Regions from separate parts of the Mus musculus genome. Here region 1 is linked to region 2. Evidence: chromatin contacts called from public Hi-C data. All regions are on one chromosome and are shown on one strand. The core of a region is the stretch at or near the end of the contact, and the rest is flanking DNA. Distances in the headings are between cores, read along the strand shown. Region 1 has its middle 49 kb from the start of Gm30159. Region 2 overlaps Gm30113 (a long non-coding RNA gene).

Evidence for each region. A called contact is a pair of places that touch in the nucleus more often than the background predicts.
Region 1: a contact with region 2 is called in a Hi-C map of the N1E-115 cell line, with 2.2 times the contacts expected there. The contact joins two enhancer-like sites. A contact is called at or near these places in 1 of 484 Hi-C or Micro-C datasets (the N1E-115 cell line) and 2 of 115 datasets of contacts at active chromatin or transcription factors (embryonic fibroblasts and embryonic stem cells).

The regions. Positions count from the first base shown.
Region 1 is chr15:63,191,971-63,195,960 of GRCm38.p6, reverse strand. No RefSeq gene overlaps it. Among named protein-coding and RNA genes, the nearest start is that of Gm30159, 49 kb to the right of the region's middle. RefSeq lists an enhancer at 1,173-2,024. Within about 2 kb of position 1,885, at least 20 of the 459 cell types and tissues checked have an H3K27ac peak or open chromatin away from gene starts, as enhancers often do. A contact at or near this core is called in the N1E-115 cell line, where this site is marked.
Region 2 is chr15:62,957,530-62,961,200 of GRCm38.p6, reverse strand. It overlaps Gm30113 (a long non-coding RNA gene), which reads right to left. Exons shown (of 3, transcript XR_384131.2): 3 at 3,329-3,401. Among named protein-coding and RNA genes, the nearest start is that of Gm30113, 5.1 kb to the right of the region's middle. Within about 2 kb of position 2,095, at least 10 of the 459 cell types and tissues checked have an H3K27ac peak or open chromatin away from gene starts, as enhancers often do. A contact at or near this core is called in the N1E-115 cell line, where this site is marked.

The DNA of each region.
Region 1 (3,990 bases), core at 636-3,135, 230 kb before region 2:
CCTTTTGGCTTGTGGACCCAGTAAGATAGAGCCATTGTTTGTTCCTTTCTTCACCCAACTATTAATTGAATATCAATTACATTTCAAGTGCTAGTCATCAATGGAGGTGACTAGAGAATGTCCTTGCTTTCAGGAGCTTTTATTCTTCAGTAGAGATGGATAAATATCCAGTGTTTCTCAACCTTGTTTGAGAATTCCAATCACATAACCACTGCCTTTGAAACCCAGGTTGCAGCCTGGGCATGGTGGTTGAGCATTCAGGTGTCTAAGGCAGGAACGCATGAGTTTGAGGTCTAGCCTAGACAAATAGCAAGTTCTAGGCCAGATTGAGCTACACAGGGAAGACCTTGCTCAAAATGCCAAGTGTATGGGTGAAGCTTCATAGTAGATTACTTGTCTAGCATGCACAATGTTTGATCCCATACCCAGCAAAATCAAGCAAGCAAGCAAACAAACAAACAAACTAACAAAAACGGTATCTGAAACCTGTTCCGGCAGTGTCTATGGTGGTCTTGTAAACAGTTGCGATAATCAAATGAAAGGGAAAATATAGAGTGTATTGCTAACTAATGGATGCATTGTAAGGTTACGTAATAGACAGAAAAAAATGAAAAAACCAGAATTGTACAGTAGTAGATACTGCTATTTTAAGTTGAAATTCCAGAACTTGCCACTTAGCTGAATGAAGGGTGAGGCCTCCACAGACAAGAGGCTTTTGCAGAAGTCTTGGCAGGCAGTACCGAGCCTGGCTCCAGTTCTTCACCTTCTGCACTTTTAGGGTGCCACATGCCTCTCTCACTTCATTTAATCTAGTGTGTGAGCATTTTGGCTTGGTGTTTTAACATTTTGTGGCAGAAATAGAGCCATGTTGATATTTGAAATCCTATAATCCTAGGACTGGGAAATGCCTACCAGATTGTAGTTGAAGCATTTCATAGCAATGAATTCAAGATCTCTCACAGAAACCACACAGGTATAGCTTGTTTCTTTCACCATTTTGGAGACAAAGAAGCAGAAATACAGAAAGATTAAGTAATTTGCATCTGCTCACACAGATAGGATCTTGCAGAACCACTGTCTTAAGTTGTGGGTGGATGGATGGATAGATGGGCAAATGGATGGGTGGACAGGTGTGTAGATGGATGAGATGGCAAGATTCAGCCTCACAGAGCTACCAAATGGCTTCTGTATTTTCAGAGAAATAAACTTCTAGGAGAATGGATTCTAATCAAAACATGTACATGCCATAGTAGATGAGTTAGGATGAAAGGAATGAGTGAGCTAGTCCAGGAGAAAGAATAGCAACTGCACAGAATAGCAGTTTGCTTGTCCAGGTACCAGCCTCCCCCCCCCCCCCGACCCCCCTACTTGAAAGCTGTCCATGCTTATTGGAAGCTGGAGGGCAAGAGAAACCAGATCCAAGAAACCCTTTCCTCTCAGGAGAGGCTGACAAGTTGTGCTTTAATCTAATTAATACATTCAGGAAATGGGCTGAGAGGAATGTGATTATTTAATTGTTCTGTTCAAAGGGTAAAAAAGCAGGCTATTAGTCTGAGGTCTTGACTCCAAGGTTCACTTTAGGTTGTTACCAAGGGGAAGGTTCAGGAACAAGAGTGGCTGATTGATTCTTTCCCTGCTGTTACCCTCATTAATTTACAAAGGTTCATTGTTGTGGTGCTAACTCACAGAGTCTGGAATGAAATGTAAAACAGATTTGAACTGATAAGAATTGTTTTGTATCTGCTATCCAGTAGTGTTTCTTCCCTCTGAGTTCCCTTCTAAAGATTTTCAGGTACATGAATTTCCAGTCTGATTATAATGAACTCATTTTCCACATGACAAAAATTATGTCTAATGATTAAACAGCAAGCAGGAAGTAGACTCTTGACATTTGACATTTCATTTCCAGTCCAGCATAAACTTGGCTGCCTCCGGACTTTCCCTATGGCTAGAGTAAAAAGAGTCAGGTCAAGTTTCCCTTCTGGGAAACAGGGAAAATAAGATGCAAATCTGAGCATCTTACCCAAAACAAACCTCATTCACATAGTGGTAATAGTGTGTGTGTGTGTGTCTGCCTGTCTGCCTGTCTGTCTGTGTACATGCATGTGTCTATGTGTATATGTGTCTGTATGTTTGTGTGTGTGTGTCTGTATATGTGTCTGTGTGTATGTCTGGGTCTGTATGTCTGTGTGTGTGTGTCTGTCTCTGTATCTGTGTATTTGTCTGTGTGTGTGTGTGTGTGTGTGTGTGTGACTGTGTGTGTGTCTGTGTGAGTGTCGGTATGTCTGAATGTGTATATGTATATATGTGTGTCTGTGTGTGTTTGTGTGTATGTGTCTCTGTCTGTGTAGGTGTGTGTGTGTTTGTTTGTTTGTGTATGTATATCTATTTCTGTGTCTATGTGTCTGTATGTCTGTGTGTGTATCTGGGTGTCTGTGTCTGGGTGTCTATGTCTCTCTGTGTGTCTGTATCTGTGTGTCTTTGTGTCTGTGTGTTTGTTTATGCATCTGTGTCTGTATGTCTGTGTCTGTGTCCATGACTTTATAGGTGTGGTGCAGAAACCAACACTGAGTCTCTTCCTTGATCACTTTCTATCTTATTTATTATTATTTTTTGTGATATGTCTTCCATAGAAGTAGACTTCTCTGTGATGCCAGCACACGGCTTCTGGTTTCTCATTAAGTGGATATTTGCCAGATTCCTTTCTTACCTTTAACTTGTCTTCAGTTTGATGAATCTTCTCTGGCTCCCTTGAGCAAAGTACTCAACAACTAATTGTGATGTCTCAGCTCCTCCATTAATGCCCACCACATTTTATCATAATTGCTTAACTAAGTGCATATTTTATGTAATTATCTGTATGTTCTTCATTGGGTTGTGAGCTTCTGAATGCAGGTGAGTCAATCACATCTTAAGGAATCTAAAACAAATTGCTACTGTGTTATAGAAATCATTTAATCTCAAATGGAGTTTTCTATCCAGCCTTTGATCACTTAATTCCCAGATAAAAGATACACAGTCTTTATATTTACTTATAAGCCTTAATCAGCACTTGATTTGGGTAGGTATCTACCTTGAAATCTATTAGAATCTATTTCTCCATCAATAATCCCAAATTATAATTTGCCACGTTCTCTCTGAGCAGCTCTTAACTCAAAGCCAGCCCTCATGGCCATGTATTCATAACTCATCTAACCCATGGAGTCTCTCCTTTCTCTACCTTCCTCTCTCCCCTCTCATGATCTCCTTTGACTCCAAGCTCAGGAACCCAAAAACCCTGCCTATTTCTCTTCTGCCCATCTATCAACTATAAGCATCTTTATTCACCAATGGGGAATAACTTGGGGGACAGCACTTGTGTATTTACAAATTCTGTCATCCCTGAAGACAACCAGGCCTTGAGGACCAGTAGTTAGCATTATCATACATAGCAAATGACCAAACCTCAACACGACTGAAACCAAATTTATAAGTAAAAAAATGAGTGACTAGTTCATCACATACGTTTGCGATGATCAAATCATATATCAAATGGGGCCCAGAGACCCCCTATGCTGGAGGTGACCTCAAAACCTCACCTATGAAGACTAGCTTTCATGGTACCAGAAGGTGCCATGCAAACTTCCAAAGAAGGGAAGTATTCCGGAAGAGCTTCTGGTCATGCTTAGGCAGCCATGTAGGTGAGACTTTATGAGTACATAAACAAATATTTCTACCCAAGTATGACACATATGAATCACATTAATGACCACCAAGATAACCCTCAGGGTGCAGTAGTGGCATACATTCTTTGGTAGTAACCAAAAACTCTCCAATTTGATTTAATACCCAATGCACATGTGAGAAATGATTCCTCTTTCTGAAGACGTATCCAACTAGCCAGAGCTAGTGAAGTCATGAATCTTAGAAAAGAAACTTCAGTCACCACTTTACTAAATCAATGTGCTCCACCCCAAATACTACATTGTAAATATTTCTCTTTATACCCAC
Region 2 (3,671 bases), core at 846-3,345:
GAGTCACAGGCCTATTAGTGCTGAGAGAGTGCAGTGGGTACTGGGGAGGCATCTCATGGCTTGAGTGGAAGACAAAGTTGTGTTAAATCAAAGACAGTGGGAAGAACATAGGGTTAAAAATGCTGATAGACACAGAGCAAATATCAAGGTGAGGAGATAGCAAGGTAATGCTTAACTAGTCAGAGATGTCTAAAAGATAGGTTTTGATTGGTCATTGAAATATATTTCAATTTGGAGAATGAAAGATAGATCATAAAAAGGTTTGGATTCTCTCTTGTGGCTACTGATGACTCTTCTCTTTTGTTTCTCCCTTTGGTAGAAATTTACTATAGTGACAACAGCACTTTGCAATCCTTCCCCCTTGCCAGAAAAATGTATGCAGATTGCATCAGATGTATTGGTTATGTTTGTCTTTGCTGCAACAAAGCACATAATAAGAGGCGACTGAAGGAAGAAAAGATTTTTGTGAGTTCATGGTTTGAGGGGTACAGTCCATTGTGGGAAAGGCATGATGGGAGCATGAGATGGCAGGGATGTAAGGAAAGGTGAATGCTGGTCTCATTCTTCTTTCTCACTCTACTTTTTCAGTCTGGGATCCCACATCCTTGGGTGGAACCAAGCATATTTATGATGATTCTTCTATCAGCTAATCTAGCTGGAAATACCCTTACAAATGAACTCAAAGAATGACTAACTGATGTCCTGTTCCTTCCTTAATCCAATAAAACTGACAACATTACCTAATAGAAATGGATATATGAGATCCACTGATGTCATTCCTTTAGCTTCAAAACTAATCACTAATTCAGTCAGACCTGCCTGGCTTACATTTTGAACATGCTGGGAAAATTGTTGCTATGAGCAGAGATTTGGAGTTGGTCTATACAGGCTCATGGGCAATTATCTACAGGTTGGGATGTTCTTCTGAAAAATTAAAATAATAAATTAGGCTTCCTTGACTGAATTGTAAGTGTTAAGGCCCAGAAAGCAGTGCCCCAAAGTGTGGTACTTTGTTTTACTGAGGATATCAAATTGGAGGATGTTGTATGGAGGCTCAGACCCTCCCTATCCTGTTTCTCTTGCTTCTCTTCCTCTCCTGAAGTGACAATCTAGAATATAATCTTAATCTTCCCCTGATGTTTTTTTTTTTTTTTTGTAGGTGCTTGCTGTCAAGAAAGTCCCCCAGGGAACTTATATAATAATAGGTTATAAGACCTTCATCCCAGAGGGGCTTTGCCACATACCTGGAGAGAGGAATGCGACAAAGACCAAAAGGAATCTCAACAGACTAGTCTCCCATCTCTACCAGTCTGTTGCTTTAAGTCAGAGCCTTCAATCCAGCTATACTTCTGCACAGCTGTCCATTCTCCATCAAACAAGCATAAAAACACACACTCCCCCCTGGTTTATTTGGGATTCATTTCTGAAGGCTTCTGTGTCCCATAACATTTTGATTAACTACATTAGCTATGCTTTTCTCTGACTTGCCTGGTTTTTGTTACAGAAGTGTCAGCCATGGCAATTATGGTGGACAAGCAATGGTAGTGGCCCTTCACGCCCTTGGATAAGCAGTAGGCACTGCTGATGTGCCAGGGAGTAGAGTCAGCATGGTGAGGAGAGGAGTTCTGAGAGAAGGGGTTCTGGGAGTAGCAAAAAGAATGACTTGAAGTCAAGTCATGGATCCCAGCTGATAACCTGTGTTCTGCTTGATACAGTTTTTCCAGTCTGTTTCTCTCTATGTTCTGCTTTCTCTCTGGAATTTCTCTGTCTATATTCTACATGCTTGCTACTATATGAAATCTCTCTACCCATGTCCTACTTGCCATTCTAAGAGACTTATGACCATGTCCTACTTGCTTGTGTGTGTGTGTGTCTGTCTGTCTGTCTGTCTGTCTCTGTTCTCCAAGCAGGTTTCTCTTTTTATCCTAAAAAATTCTCTGGATAACTCATCTCCTTCAAAGCACAGGTCTAATGTCTTTTATTTTACATATCAATCCAATTAAGAGACTGAAAGCATACCTTTTTTCCCTTGACAGCGCAAAAGAATTCAAAGAGCTGCCCTCCTTTGTTAAACACAATTGATAAACTAGTTGGGTGGGACCCTACCCTGAAATTACCATTTCTATTACACCCTGGCCTAACCTTGCTCTGTCCAAGGCTAACCTTGATCTAGGGCATCTGCCTTCTTTGTAACTTTTTGACAAGCTAGCTCACAGTATGCAGGCCTTTGTTCCTTTAGATTCATGAAGCCCCTCATAATTCATAATTGCATCCTTATATTGTGCATAGCAGAAACATTATACATTTTGACCTCATGTATTTAGAGCACTTTCCCATAGCCTCAAGGGCTGTTCTCAAGGTCCTTTTTTTTTTTTTTTTTTTTACCAGTTTGCTAAGACATTAGCCACACCCTTGACTCCTAGACTCCTGCTTTGTCAGATTATCATGGAATCATTAATCTTAACAGAGTGGACATTCCTGGGGGGGATGTGAAAATATGTACATTATTACACAAACAAGCCTTAGTTCCTCAGAAGCCATCTACACTCTTGGAGGCTCACACTGGGCCTCTGTTCCAGGGGCAGAAACCATGTCACTCTGTCCCCACCAGGGCCATGCGGAGATCAGCACTGATGCTTCTCAGAGACTTTGGGGATGTTAACAAGATAAAGTCTACAACAAGACAGCTTGAGTCTCAGTAAGCAAAAAATACTTCAAGGCCCCCGTTCCTTTTTGCCCAAGGAATTAGTTCTTGACTGGATCCTGAAAGATTAGGTCCTGAGTGTGACTGTGGGTTGTCTCTACCCCATGAAGCAGAATCTTCAGTTATGGGTCCCACACAAAAGGCAGACATACTCTAGTCTATGAGTTGGATTCTACCCACTGCCTGTTCATATCTAACCTGAATGAAGAATGTTTTTTGTATTTTTAAGTAACTGGGGAAAGGAGAATGATGTTTAACACCACATAAAAGTGATGTGGGATTCACCTTTACTGTTCAGAGACAGAGCATCATTGGAGCACAGCCACAGTCATTCATTTGCTTGCAGATTGTACACCTGTGCTTAAACAGCTTTAGTGGTAGAACGACAGAGGTAACTGATGGACCATGGCCTGTAGCCTTGAAAGTACATATTGTCTGCTTCCTTATAGAAGTATACTAGCCTCTTCCATACTTAGTGTTGAGGCTCAAAACAAAAACAAAAACAAAAAAGTACCCCCCAAATATGGCACTTTCTAGACCTCACACTGAGAGCATCTGGGAGTAGGAAACATTGCAAACATCTCCAAGGGCCCTGTCTCCATGAAGTCTGTACCTGCCAGACAGGAACATGATTCTCTTCATCCTCTGACTCATGATAGATTCAAAATAGTCTCAACTTCCATCACAGAGGGAGAAACTGAAAATAGAACATAGCACCTATAGTTCTCACGAACTTTGTCACAAGTCTATATCTCAAGCTATTCATTTCTCCTAACAGATTATTTATAATCACTCTAAAGTGTGTGATGACCACCCCTGCCCAGTTCTTTCCCTTTGCATGGGTTATTTAAGCCTTAACCATGTGCCTATTGTTCAATGTCTACCGTTGCAAGGCTCCCATGAATATGTGCTGGTTAACTAAAGCATATATTTCTTCTCTTATTAAGCTGTACCTTGTCACTCTAGT